Linked DNA regions of Hordeum vulgare: all the other regions are linked to region 1. A link is a contact called in public Hi-C data. All regions are on one chromosome and are shown on one strand. Each heading gives the region's core, a stretch centred on a gene start, on an enhancer-like site or on the middle of the called end of the contact. The rest is flanking DNA. Distances are from core to core; before and after follow the strand shown. Region 1 holds the start of LOC123431435 (40S ribosomal protein S17-3-like). Region 2 holds the start of LOC123431437. Region 3 holds the start of LOC123431427.

Region 1 (3,544 bases), core at 696-3,195:
AGGCCTACTACGAATTTAGCTGAAGAAACGAACTGATTTCGAGCCAATACTTGCTTGCTCAATTTTTCGCCCGTCGCGGTCTTTTTATAAAAAAGTCTCTGTCATTTTTGTTATTCAACCCGCACTACAGTTTTAAGTGTATCGAGGAGAAAACGTTTCATTTTTTATAAAAATACCTTGTATTTTTAAGTATCCAATCCGCGATCCTTTTTACAGGGGTGGCCATGGCAGGGAGCTGGCGCTGCCCACGTTGGCGAGGCCGCAAGGCATCGCTGCCCACGGGAAGCTTCGAGGGGTGGGTCATCACCAACCTCCCGAGCGAGGCATGGCCAGGACGGCGGTACACAACGCCGGCGGGGCGATGCCAGGGGCATGCAGCGAAGGAACGAGGCCGGATCTGGCACGAGGCACCCCGGATCCATTCGTTCCCTGCTGGAATGAAGCAGAGGTGAGATCGGGATGCTGACGGAGCTCCATGGCGCGTGCAGAATGGGAGGCAGAGAGGGATTAGAGAGAAGAAGAGAGGAGAGGAGGAAGAAGAAGGAACAGGGGACCTGGTCGTCGGTGCGGGGATTCGGCGGCCGGTCGGTGACCAACATGGGCGCGGAAACTCGGCTCGCTGGGAGGCGCGAGATCAACGGGCAGCGGCTCTGGATCGGGATCCCCTCCTGTTCAGGCGCTCGCGAGCGCAGCCTCCAGCGCACGCATGGACCTGGCGAGTGACTCTGCGACCTCCTCCAGCCGCGCGAGCTGGCATCCCCTCCTCCCCCGTTTCCTGCTCGTCGGCCACCGCCAACGACGACCCCGCCCCCTTCTCTCCCGACGCGACGACGACGACGAGCAGGAAGAGTAGGAGGAGCAGCGCGGCGGGGGCGCGGTGGGCCATGGCTGTCAGCGACTGCGGGGAGGAGGGTTCTGGGTGCGCATAGCGTAGGGAGGGAGGTTGGGATTAGCTCGGGGGAGCGGAAGCCGATCTGCTCTCGGGGAAAGTGGCAGTGGCACGAGAGGGCCATCCCTTGCCGAGCTCGTCGGTCAGCCGGTGTGCGACGGTTGTGGGGCCCGGTGGTCAGGTGGTGGCCACAGACCATGGGCCCCGCGGGCCAGTCGTGTCTTTTATTTTGGTTTGTTTGCGCTACGACGGCCCTGCCATACTAGGACGCATACGGGCTCACCAAGTACTTCACCGTGTGCGACTCCTAGGGAATTTTTTCTACGGGATTTTGTTTCTACTTTAAATAATTTGGGGCTTCACAAAAATTTCAAAAATTTAAGAAAGTGGGAATTTTGAAATAGAATGTTTAATAAATTATAAAATATTTGTGGATTCAAAAATACTTGCGATCTTGCAGAAAATGTTTAAAATTTTGAAAACAAATATTCGAGAAATCAAACAACGTTCATGATTTTTTAAAAGTTCATGAAGTACTTTTTATAATGAAATTGTTCAAATTTTTGTCAATTCTAAAAATGATCATGAATGGAAAAATATCTAAAAGTTCAAAAAAAGGGTTTGTGACTTATAAAATAATTTTTCATTCATAAAATATTTAATGATTTAAAAATGACCACGCATTTCTTTGTCCCATTGCAACGCACGGGCCCTTTTGTTAGTATATCGAAAGTAATATATTTTGGTACAAGTTTGCTGAGCCTAGTCTCGTTTGCAGCCCTAGGCAAAGGGAAATTTTTTTTGAGGTGTGGCAAAGGGAAATAAGAAGTACTGATTAAGATTCCAGTCCAGTTTTATTCTACTGGGCCTAAACCAACCGAAATGAGTAAAGAAGAGACCTTCCGAACAACGTGAGGCCCAACAAAGGTAATTTCGATCTCGTGCGCCCATCGCAATACGAACGGCTGGCATCCGTCCCCCACGCCCAAACCCTAGCTACGCACGCGGCCGGTACCATTATAAAAGTTCAAGTCGCCCCCAAACCCTACCCCTCCAGCCCACGCGCCGCCGCACCCCGCACCAACAAGCGCCGAGCCGCCGCCGCCGCCGCCGGAGAAGGAGAGGGAGCCGCCGCAGCCATGGGTCGCGTCCGCACCAAGACCGTGAAGAAGACCTCCCGACAGGTCATCGAGAAGTACTATTCTCGGATGACCCTCGACTTCCACACCAACAAGAAGGTGCTCGAGGAGGTGTCCATCTTGCAGTCGAAGCGCCTCCGCAACAAGGTGGCCGGCTTCACCACCCATCTGATGCGCCGCATCCAGCGCGGCCCCGTCCGCGGCATCTCCCTCAAGCTGCAGGAGGAGGAGCGCGAGCGCCGCATGGACTTCGTCCCTGAGAAGTCGGCTCTTGAGGTCGACGAGATCCGCGTCGACAAGGAGACGATGGACATGCTGGCGTTCCTCGGCATGGCCGATCTCCCTGGCGTCGAGCGCGCTCCCGAGGTCACCGCGTCCGCCGCCCCCTTCCGCCAGCCGTACAACGGACCCCGCGGTGGCAACCGCGCCTAGGTTCCCCCGCATCGTCGCCGTACCCCTATCATGCTTTATAAGTTTTTATTAGATCTGTTACTTGTGGCAAGTACTATTTTGAACTCAGCTCTTAAGTTCGAGGTGTTTTGATCTGCGTATGGTGGACATGATCTGTTTATCCAACCGTTAATCTGAAGTGATTCGATATATTGCTGTTGAGCTTTGAAGTTTATGTGATATCTTTGCTATTGTTGCTCGATGATCGATTGATTCGTGAGCTGTCTATTTATAATTATATATGTATGCATTGTCATGTTGATACAACACCTATGCAATGAATTTCTCTATGTAGGCCGATGTCCTGTCATAACCTAGCTATAACGTTCAGTAGTGGGACATGCCTTATAGGTTTGTTATGGGTCTAGTGTGTTGTTCAATTGTTCTTATTTTTTGTCAGCACCAGTGGGTTGCCAACATTAGTTGTGTTTTGGTTTGTTACTTGTGTCTTTGCTCTGATATTTAATTACGATAGTGTCTTTCAGTTTAGGGAGTTCACAGGATCGAACTAGTTCCCTTTTTCTTTGTTGAAAAGGCAACCGTAAACCAAGTCTGGTCATTGTATACCACACTTGGGGTTGCTGATCTTTGACTACTGTATTATGTTCTTTCGCTGCAACATGAGTACCCAAGGACCCTGACCTGCTCTGTGAGTAATCGGGTGCTTTGGTCTAGTTATGCTCCGCATTGCAACCAGATGGGCTAATATTGGACAAGTTTGTTCTGTTCTCCCACTGGAACCTGAGTACCCAAGGACGCAGTCCTGCTCTGTGAGTAATTGGGGTGCTTTGGTCTACTTGTCCTTTGCAATGCAACAACATCGTTGCTTGAACTAATATTGGGCTGGTTTATTATGTTCTCCCATTGGAATCTGTGTACCCAAGGACCCAGTCCTGCTGTTATTATTGGTGTGATTTGGTCTACTTCTGTTCTGCAATGCAAGCAGATGCTGATTCTGCTATTTAGGTTGTTTAGGTTCCAGCCAGGTGAATATTGATTGGTTTTCTTTTTAATTTCCTTTGAAAAAAATCTGTGTTGAATGGCCGGCCCTGCTTTTGATGGGTTT
Region 2 (3,544 bases), core at 778-3,277, 510 kb before region 1:
CCCCGTTGGCATATGAAAATCAAAGTGGTAAGAACAACATCACATCTGATCCGTTCCCATCCATATTATGTGGTAATTGATACTCACTCTGTTTTTAAATATAACTCTTTTTAAAGATACTAATACAGATTACATACGAATGTATATAGACATATTTTAGAGTATAAATTCACTCATTTTGTTTCACATATAATTCGTAATGAAATCTCTAAAAGACTTTTTTTTAAATGAAGGCAAAAGATTTGCCTTATCTGTGAAATAAGAGGGAAAAAGACTTATATTTAGTAAGGAAGGGAGTAATACACTACTACTGCATACAACTGTCAAACGATGTCTAAAATTGTGTGCACATCTTACATTGTTACCTTGTTTTTTAATTTTTGAGGATCATTACCTTGTTTTTATTGGTGTGTCATTCATTATCGTCCATGATGTTCAAGTGCTTGACCATGTCTTTGAAGATATGGTCCAAATACATGGAAATAGACCACACAAAAAGGAAAACACAGGGGCGGAAGATCACGATCGCAATCACCGTGAGTCAGCGATATTTTATCCTGCAAGTAGGGGTCATTCATCGTGAACCTGAAAACCCCAGATAAGAGACTGTGAATCAGCAGGGGCACAAGTCTATATATATCATCAGCATACAAACAAAATAAAGAGGTGGTTTCACCAATTGGCGTGTTGATGTCGAAGACACGTCCAAATAGAATTGAACCGTTCTTGCGCGCACGCATGCAATCGCATGCCCGTGACCGCGAGACGGGTCAGGACCCCGGAGCGTGCCATCTTTCTTCTGTCTTGCTATCAATGGAAATGGTCTTGAATTCGCTTCTAAGCTTCAACAACTCTTAGCTTTTACAGGCGTGGAGGGTTCGACGATGGAGCCTGCTTTCGACACCGGTCGGCGTCACCAGGCCCAGGAGGGGAGCAGAGCATGCTCGTGCCCGTTGACTTTGTATGTGTCAAGTGATCCAATTCCAAGCGAGAGTAGAGACGTTTTTTCTTTTCTTGCATTCAGCAAGTTTCCCGAAGGGATAATTCATTCATCAGACTACTTGGTCATACTCAGAGAGATACGCCTTGCATTTGTTGGTAGAAGCATATTCATCTTGAAAGAGTCAGCTTTGGGAAGCATTTAACATGGAACCAAATGGCAACGTAGCTGGACGTGGTCGCATTTGTTTATCCGCTCTTTAGTACGTGTAGGAAGGAAGGAAGGATCGGTGATTCAGATTGGTAGCGGCATGTCCATACTCTTCACACCCACTGCACGTATAATACTCGGACGACTAGTAGCTCTGACGACGGACGTTGCTCATGCCCCCTTCAGGTCGCGCGCTGCCTATGATGATGCATTTGGCCTCGTCCGGGCCTCCGATGAACCCGATACAGATGCAGATGCCGACTCGCGCCGTCGCGTGAAAACGACCGGCATCGTTTGGATTTGGACGATTTCGTCGATGCTTCGCCAAGTGGAAAATCCCGTCGCACGTCCGACTCCTTTCGCGGTACGCCGTTCGCCGGCCAGGCGGGTCCGTCCGGTGCAGATCGAGGCCGTCTGCCCTCTGGTGTGATCTCTGTCACGCGTTCAGTCGTCGTAGTACCAGACGGCCTAGAAGAACTGTGGCCTCAGGTCCACAGCCACAGACACAGCTCACTTGACCCGTCTGCCCCACACAAGGTCAACTCGAGTAGCATTGCGGTGGTAGTGCCATGTGACTTGTGAGATCTCGGTCGCGAGAAAACGGAAAAAACCCGGCCCGATCCCACCGTGCACGACGGCCCGACGGAGCCCTGCTCGTCCAAACTGACCTCGCCGATCAACACGACCCCGGAGAATGACACAAACCAACCCAAATCAGGCCACGACTCCTTCCTTCCCTTCGAAACCTTCCCGCGGTTCACGGCGCCCCCCGGGCCCACACGTCACACGCCGGCGGCGCCGTGCGCCGGGTCCATCGGCCGTGCGTCATGGACGGCCCAGCAGCTCGTTCTTAAACCCCCACCACCCCCCGTTCCTTCCTCCTCGTTCGCCTCGCCGCGCTCAGAAACGAAAGGAAATCCCAAATCCCGTTACAGGAGCAGCGGCGGAGGAAAAACAAAAGGAAAGAAAAATACCGTTGCCCTCCCGTTCCGTTCCGTCCCGTAAAACCCAGGGCCCGAGGGGAGAGGAGAGGAAGCATGGGAGAAGAGACCCTCGTGCAGGCCATGCCGCCCGCGCCCCACCGCCACCACCACGTCCACCCCACCGCCGCTCCCGATCCGGCCGCCGTCAAACGTCGATGCGACGATCCGCGGGCCGGGACCGACGCGGGCGAGGGCACGGACGTGTACTACGCGCGCAAGATGCTGCAGGGCGTGGTGCTCCGCCCGCCGTCGCACCTCCCGCAGCCAGAGGCGCCGCCCGGCCTGTCCCTGACCAGAGCGGCATCCACGCCGGCGCCGCACGGGCACGTGGAGCGGCCCAACTCCGCCGCGGCCGTGGTGGACGTGGCGTCCATCGGGCGCTTCTTCCGCGACCGGCGCGACGTGCTGTCCTCGGCCATCAACCGCCGCATCTCGTCGCTCAAGGAGACGTCGTCGGCCCCGGCGCCGGGGGACGCCTGCTACGGCGTGCAGGAGATCCACCTGCCCAACGTGAAGGTCACGGTGCGCCTCAAGGAGGCCATCGCCGCCGACGCGGAGGAGGACGACGGCTACGGCCACTCCTTGTCGGGCAGCCACATCAAGGGCCGGGTCAGCTTCTTCTCCCGCTCGGGTTGCCGCGACTGCGCCGCCGTGCGCGCCTTCTTCCGCCAGTCGGGCCTGCCCTACGTGGAGATCAACCTCGACGTGTTCCCGGAGCGCGAGGACGACCTCGCGTCCCGGGCCGGCGCCGCCGCGCGCGTGCCCCAGATCTTCCTCAACGAGAAGCTCCTGGGCGGGCTCGTCGTGCTCAACTCCCTGCGCAACAGCGGCGAGTTCGACCGGCGCGTGCGCGAGCTTGCCGGGAGGCGGTGCCCCGACGCGGCGCCGAGGGTGCCCGTGTACGGGTTCGACGCCGGCATGGAGGAGGAGAGGGAGGACGCCATGGTGGGCATCGTGAGGGTGCTCCGGCACCGGCTGCCCATCCAGGACCGGTTCGTGAGGGTGAAGCTCGTGAAGAACTGCTTCTCCGGCGCCGACATGGTCGACGGCATCGTCAACCACTTGGAGTGCAGCAGGAACAAGGTGATTTGCACTAGTAGATTATTACTGCCTGCTTCTGTTTCGTTTGACTTTTTATTGTGAATCTGCGATCGTTGTTTGTTTATCCTTGCATGAATGGTCTTGGGTGTGAATTCTAGTCTAGTTAATACCAGTACCCGAGTTGTTGTTTAGGGAAAAGTGGACAATTACTAGACGGTGAAAAGGGAGTTTAGCCGAAGCAAAGCTTGGGCATATACTAGAAGAAGATGAGCTTCCCAGTTTATATCAAACCGATGGTCGAGAGCACTGCATAGTCTTCATCGCCTCCACTTTACTACTCGCGAGAATCTGTTTCGGATACAGCTTTGTC
Region 3 (3,544 bases), core at 708-3,207, 260 kb after region 1:
CTCCCATCCAAAAATAGAGGTTCCACAAAGCAACAAACATAGCAATTAATAGCATGAGTAGGTCAATCTTAAAGCTGCTCTAGTTATACACACAAAACTGTCATGAAACAAAAGCAGTCGAAAGCTATCTGGACAAGTGAAATAATTCAGAATCCTTACTTTACATGGACAATTAAAGCTTCATTTCCTCTCTCAAGTCTAGTAATAGAGAAAAGGGACCTCTAAATCGCTACCTAAAGAACTAGATATGCTCAAAGATAAATGAAAAGAAAATCTAAGCTGCCTTATAATTATTCTTAAAAAGTGTATATGGACAGTTAGGATTGTGCATACCTCATTGGCGACCGGGGAAGATTGATCATCTTGGTCATATATTAAAACCAGCAGTATATGTTTGAATTCCTCGTAAGCTTCCTTTGGAACATACCGACACACCAATATTCATTATGCAAGATTCAAATGAAAACAATGAATATGCATGACAGAAAATAAAGGTGACTGTATACGAATATGTAGGAACTCGATGATAGTAAAGTAAAATATATATATCACAGGAAAGTTCACATTAAAGGTATGACATATCAGTTTAGCTAAAACACATGCATCCTCAATTGTGGGCAGTGGACATCGGACACAACAATAGTTAGGGCCGACAGGAGCAACAGCAAGCTGAGATGCAGCATCTGCAACACAGCAATTCAGAGACATTTGAAGTACTCTGTTAATAAATTAGCCTAGCACAGACACGCAAGCAATGACATCCTTCAGGTAGTGTCATTGTACATCAAGTCGTCCTCTGCACGATGGATTTCTACCCCTAATTCACAACAGCTCATTACTGGAATGATGCAAAGTTACCCTCTACCTTTTCAGTATTTGTGTTCAATATGTGAGTGTCTAATAGATCTGAAATTTGCCCTCCCAGGCTGGAGAAGGAAAAAACTGGAAATTAGGTTAATAAACACTGAAACCTTCTGAAATAGGAAGATGGCATAGTGCACAGGCCTCTAGTAATTCAATTCTATTTTCACGGTGCTTGTAGGAAAACAGAAGTACAGCTGTACGAAGGAATTTAGTGAAAGTGGTAAAAAACAGTTTGTTGCAGCATCTTGTTCCAATATATTTGCTCAAAGAAACCCTATAGGATACAAAATGCTGCAAACTTGCTACCAAAGTCCTACGTTCCAGACAAGGTTCGCGCAGAATTCATGTGATCCAACCGGACACATGCAGACTAGTATACCCAATAGGAAACCAACGCAAATGCAATAATCAATCAATTCAGGGGCTCTTAAGGTGAGAGAAAGAGGGTCGATGCAGCACTCACAGGGTAGGCGTCGAGAGCACAGGGTGCGAGAGCTGTGCGGAGACAGTCGAGCGCCGCCTCCCTGTCCGACTCCGTACCCTTCCTCACCAGCTCCACGAATCTCTGCACAACAACACAATTGACATCCTGCCTGCGTGTGGGAAAACATAAAACGAGAGAGAGAGAGAGAGAGAGAGAGAGAGAGAGAGAGAGAACAGACAAGAGTTTAGGTACCTGCTTGTGTAGGTGAAAGAGGAGGCGGTGGTCGAGTAGCGCGGCAGGGGCGTGAGCTCGGAGGAGCGCGAGGGCGGCGTCGACGTCACCAGCCTCGAGCGCGCGACGGGCCCGGCGGATGAGGATGCGCGAGCAGTAGGACGAGGAGGTCGAGGTGGATGGGGATGAGGAGGTGGCGGTGGTGGTGGAGGAGGATGGGGATGAGGGCGGCGATGGGGAGGCAGGAGGGGCGATGAGGCGATCGGATCTGACGAAGTCGAGCACGAGAGCGTCGAGCGAGTCCCAGTTCACCGGCGAAGGGGGCAGCGGGTCCATCGCCGGCGAGGAGACGGCGGTGGCGTGGGGCTAAGGGGGAACGGGTGGGATTGGGAAGTTGAGATGATGAAGTCGGTGGAAGGTAGCAAGGTCTGATGCCTACGTGTAACGAAAACGAACCGTGAGAAGTTTTCTTTTATTTTTCTTGTTCTTATTATCTTATTATTATTATAAAATGATGGGTGACAATCAAGGTGTCATAAAGACATGTACAATGGTGATATCCGTCCCATAATTCTTGAAACTTAATCAAAGTGATTGATCTATCATTGTCGATGGTTACAGGGAGTATATATAACTCCTGGAGAGACGCGACGACACAGAGGAGATGCGTCGGTTCCAGGGAGTCAGGAAAGAGACGTCCGTGCGGGAGGAAACCGCTCGAGCGGTTACATCAAGAGGAGATTTTCCCCTAATTTATGTAATTAGTTTTAACACTCCCCCTAATCTACGTTTGACCATGTGGAGTCATCTTCATGATTGTCCGGGAAGCTTTATCATCAAAAACTCTTCTTCAAAAGTTCTTCATAAAGACTTTGTTGAAAACCTGAAATATAAACTCACAAAGAGATAGCATAATGTGATGTTATTGAACAAGGATATCTCAAGAAGATACTCCCCCTGTTGCCTGCAAGTCTCTAAGTCGTCGCATACCAATTCCGTGAACATATTTCTGGAATGTTGAGTTTGGTAGAGACTTAGTAAACAAATCAGCAATGTTGTCACATGATTTGACTTGCAGAATGCTTATTTCCCCGCTTTTCTGAAGATTGTGGGGGAAAAACCATTTAGGAGAAATATGCTTAGTGATATTGCTCTTGATATATCCTGTCTGCATCTGTGCAACACATGCCGCATTATCCTCATAGATAATGGTGGGTGATTCAATAGAACCAATTCCACATGGTTGTTGTATGTGGTTTATCATTCTGCGAAGCCATACACATTCACATGACGCTTCAATTAATGAAATTATTTCAGAATGATTGGTAGATGTAGCCACTAGAGTCTGTTTGGAAGACTTCCATGATATAACTGTACCACCATGTAGGAACACAAAACCGGTCTGAGATCTGTCATTACGGGGATCAGACAAATAACCGGCATCTGCATACCCAATCATATCAGAGTCCAGATTTTGGTGGAACTGAAAAAATAGGCCAAGATCCTTTGTGCCTTGGAGATATCAAAAGATATTCTTTACTCCAGACCAATGTCGTTTGGTGGGAGATGCGATGTATCTAGCAAGTAGATTCACTGCAAATGCAATATCAGGTCTTGTGCAATTTGCAAGATACATAAGCGCTCCAACTACACTGAGATATGGAACTTCAGGTCCCAACACCTCTTCTCCATCATCCCTCGGTCTGAATGGGTCTTTCTCTACGTCTAGAGATCGAACCACCATAGGAGTTTTAGATGGATAGGATTTGTCCATATTGAATTTCTCCAATATTTTCTGGATATAGGTAGCTTGGTGTACCATGATTCCTGAGGGAAGGTGCTCAAGTTGAATACCTAAGCAAAATTTGGTTTTACCCAAATCCTTCATCTCAAATTCCATCTTTAGGTGATTGCGTGCGTCATCAATGTCTGGTGCACTGCCAATGATGTTGAGATCATCAACATACACAGAAATGATGCAAAATCCTGTAGAGGACTTCTTGATGAAGACACATGGGCAATCAT

What was found. Hi-C and Micro-C count contacts between places; a contact is called where the count stands out from the background.
Region 2: a Hi-C map of leaf shows a contact between it and region 1, with 3 times the contacts expected there. The contact joins the promoter of LOC123431437 here to the promoter of LOC123431435 in region 1. A contact is called at or near these places in 5 of 6 Hi-C or Micro-C datasets (leaf and seedling) and 1 of 1 datasets of contacts at active chromatin or transcription factors (embryo).
Region 3: a contact with region 1 is called in a Hi-C map of seedling, with 2.9 times the contacts expected there. The contact joins the promoter of LOC123431427 here to the promoter of LOC123431435 in region 1. A contact is called at or near these places in 4 of 6 Hi-C or Micro-C datasets (leaf and seedling) and 1 of 1 datasets of contacts at active chromatin or transcription factors (embryo).

What each region holds. Positions count from the first base shown.
Region 1 is chr1H:289,164,082-289,167,625 of MorexV3_pseudomolecules_assembly, reverse strand. LOC123431435 (40S ribosomal protein S17-3-like) reads left to right here and starts at 1,945. Exons shown (of 1, transcript XM_045115211.1): 1 at 1,945-2,628. The coding sequence starts at 2,029. The coding sequence ends at 2,460.
Region 2 is chr1H:289,673,115-289,676,658 of MorexV3_pseudomolecules_assembly, reverse strand. It overlaps LOC123431437, which reads left to right and starts at 2,027. Exons shown (of 5, transcript XM_045115213.1): 1 at 2,027-3,216. The coding sequence starts at 2,188.
Region 3 is chr1H:288,907,649-288,911,192 of MorexV3_pseudomolecules_assembly, reverse strand. LOC123431427 reads right to left here and starts at 1,957. Exons shown (of 12, transcript XM_045115207.1): 1 at 1,541-1,957; 2 at 1,328-1,429; 3 at 334-414. The coding sequence starts at 1,855.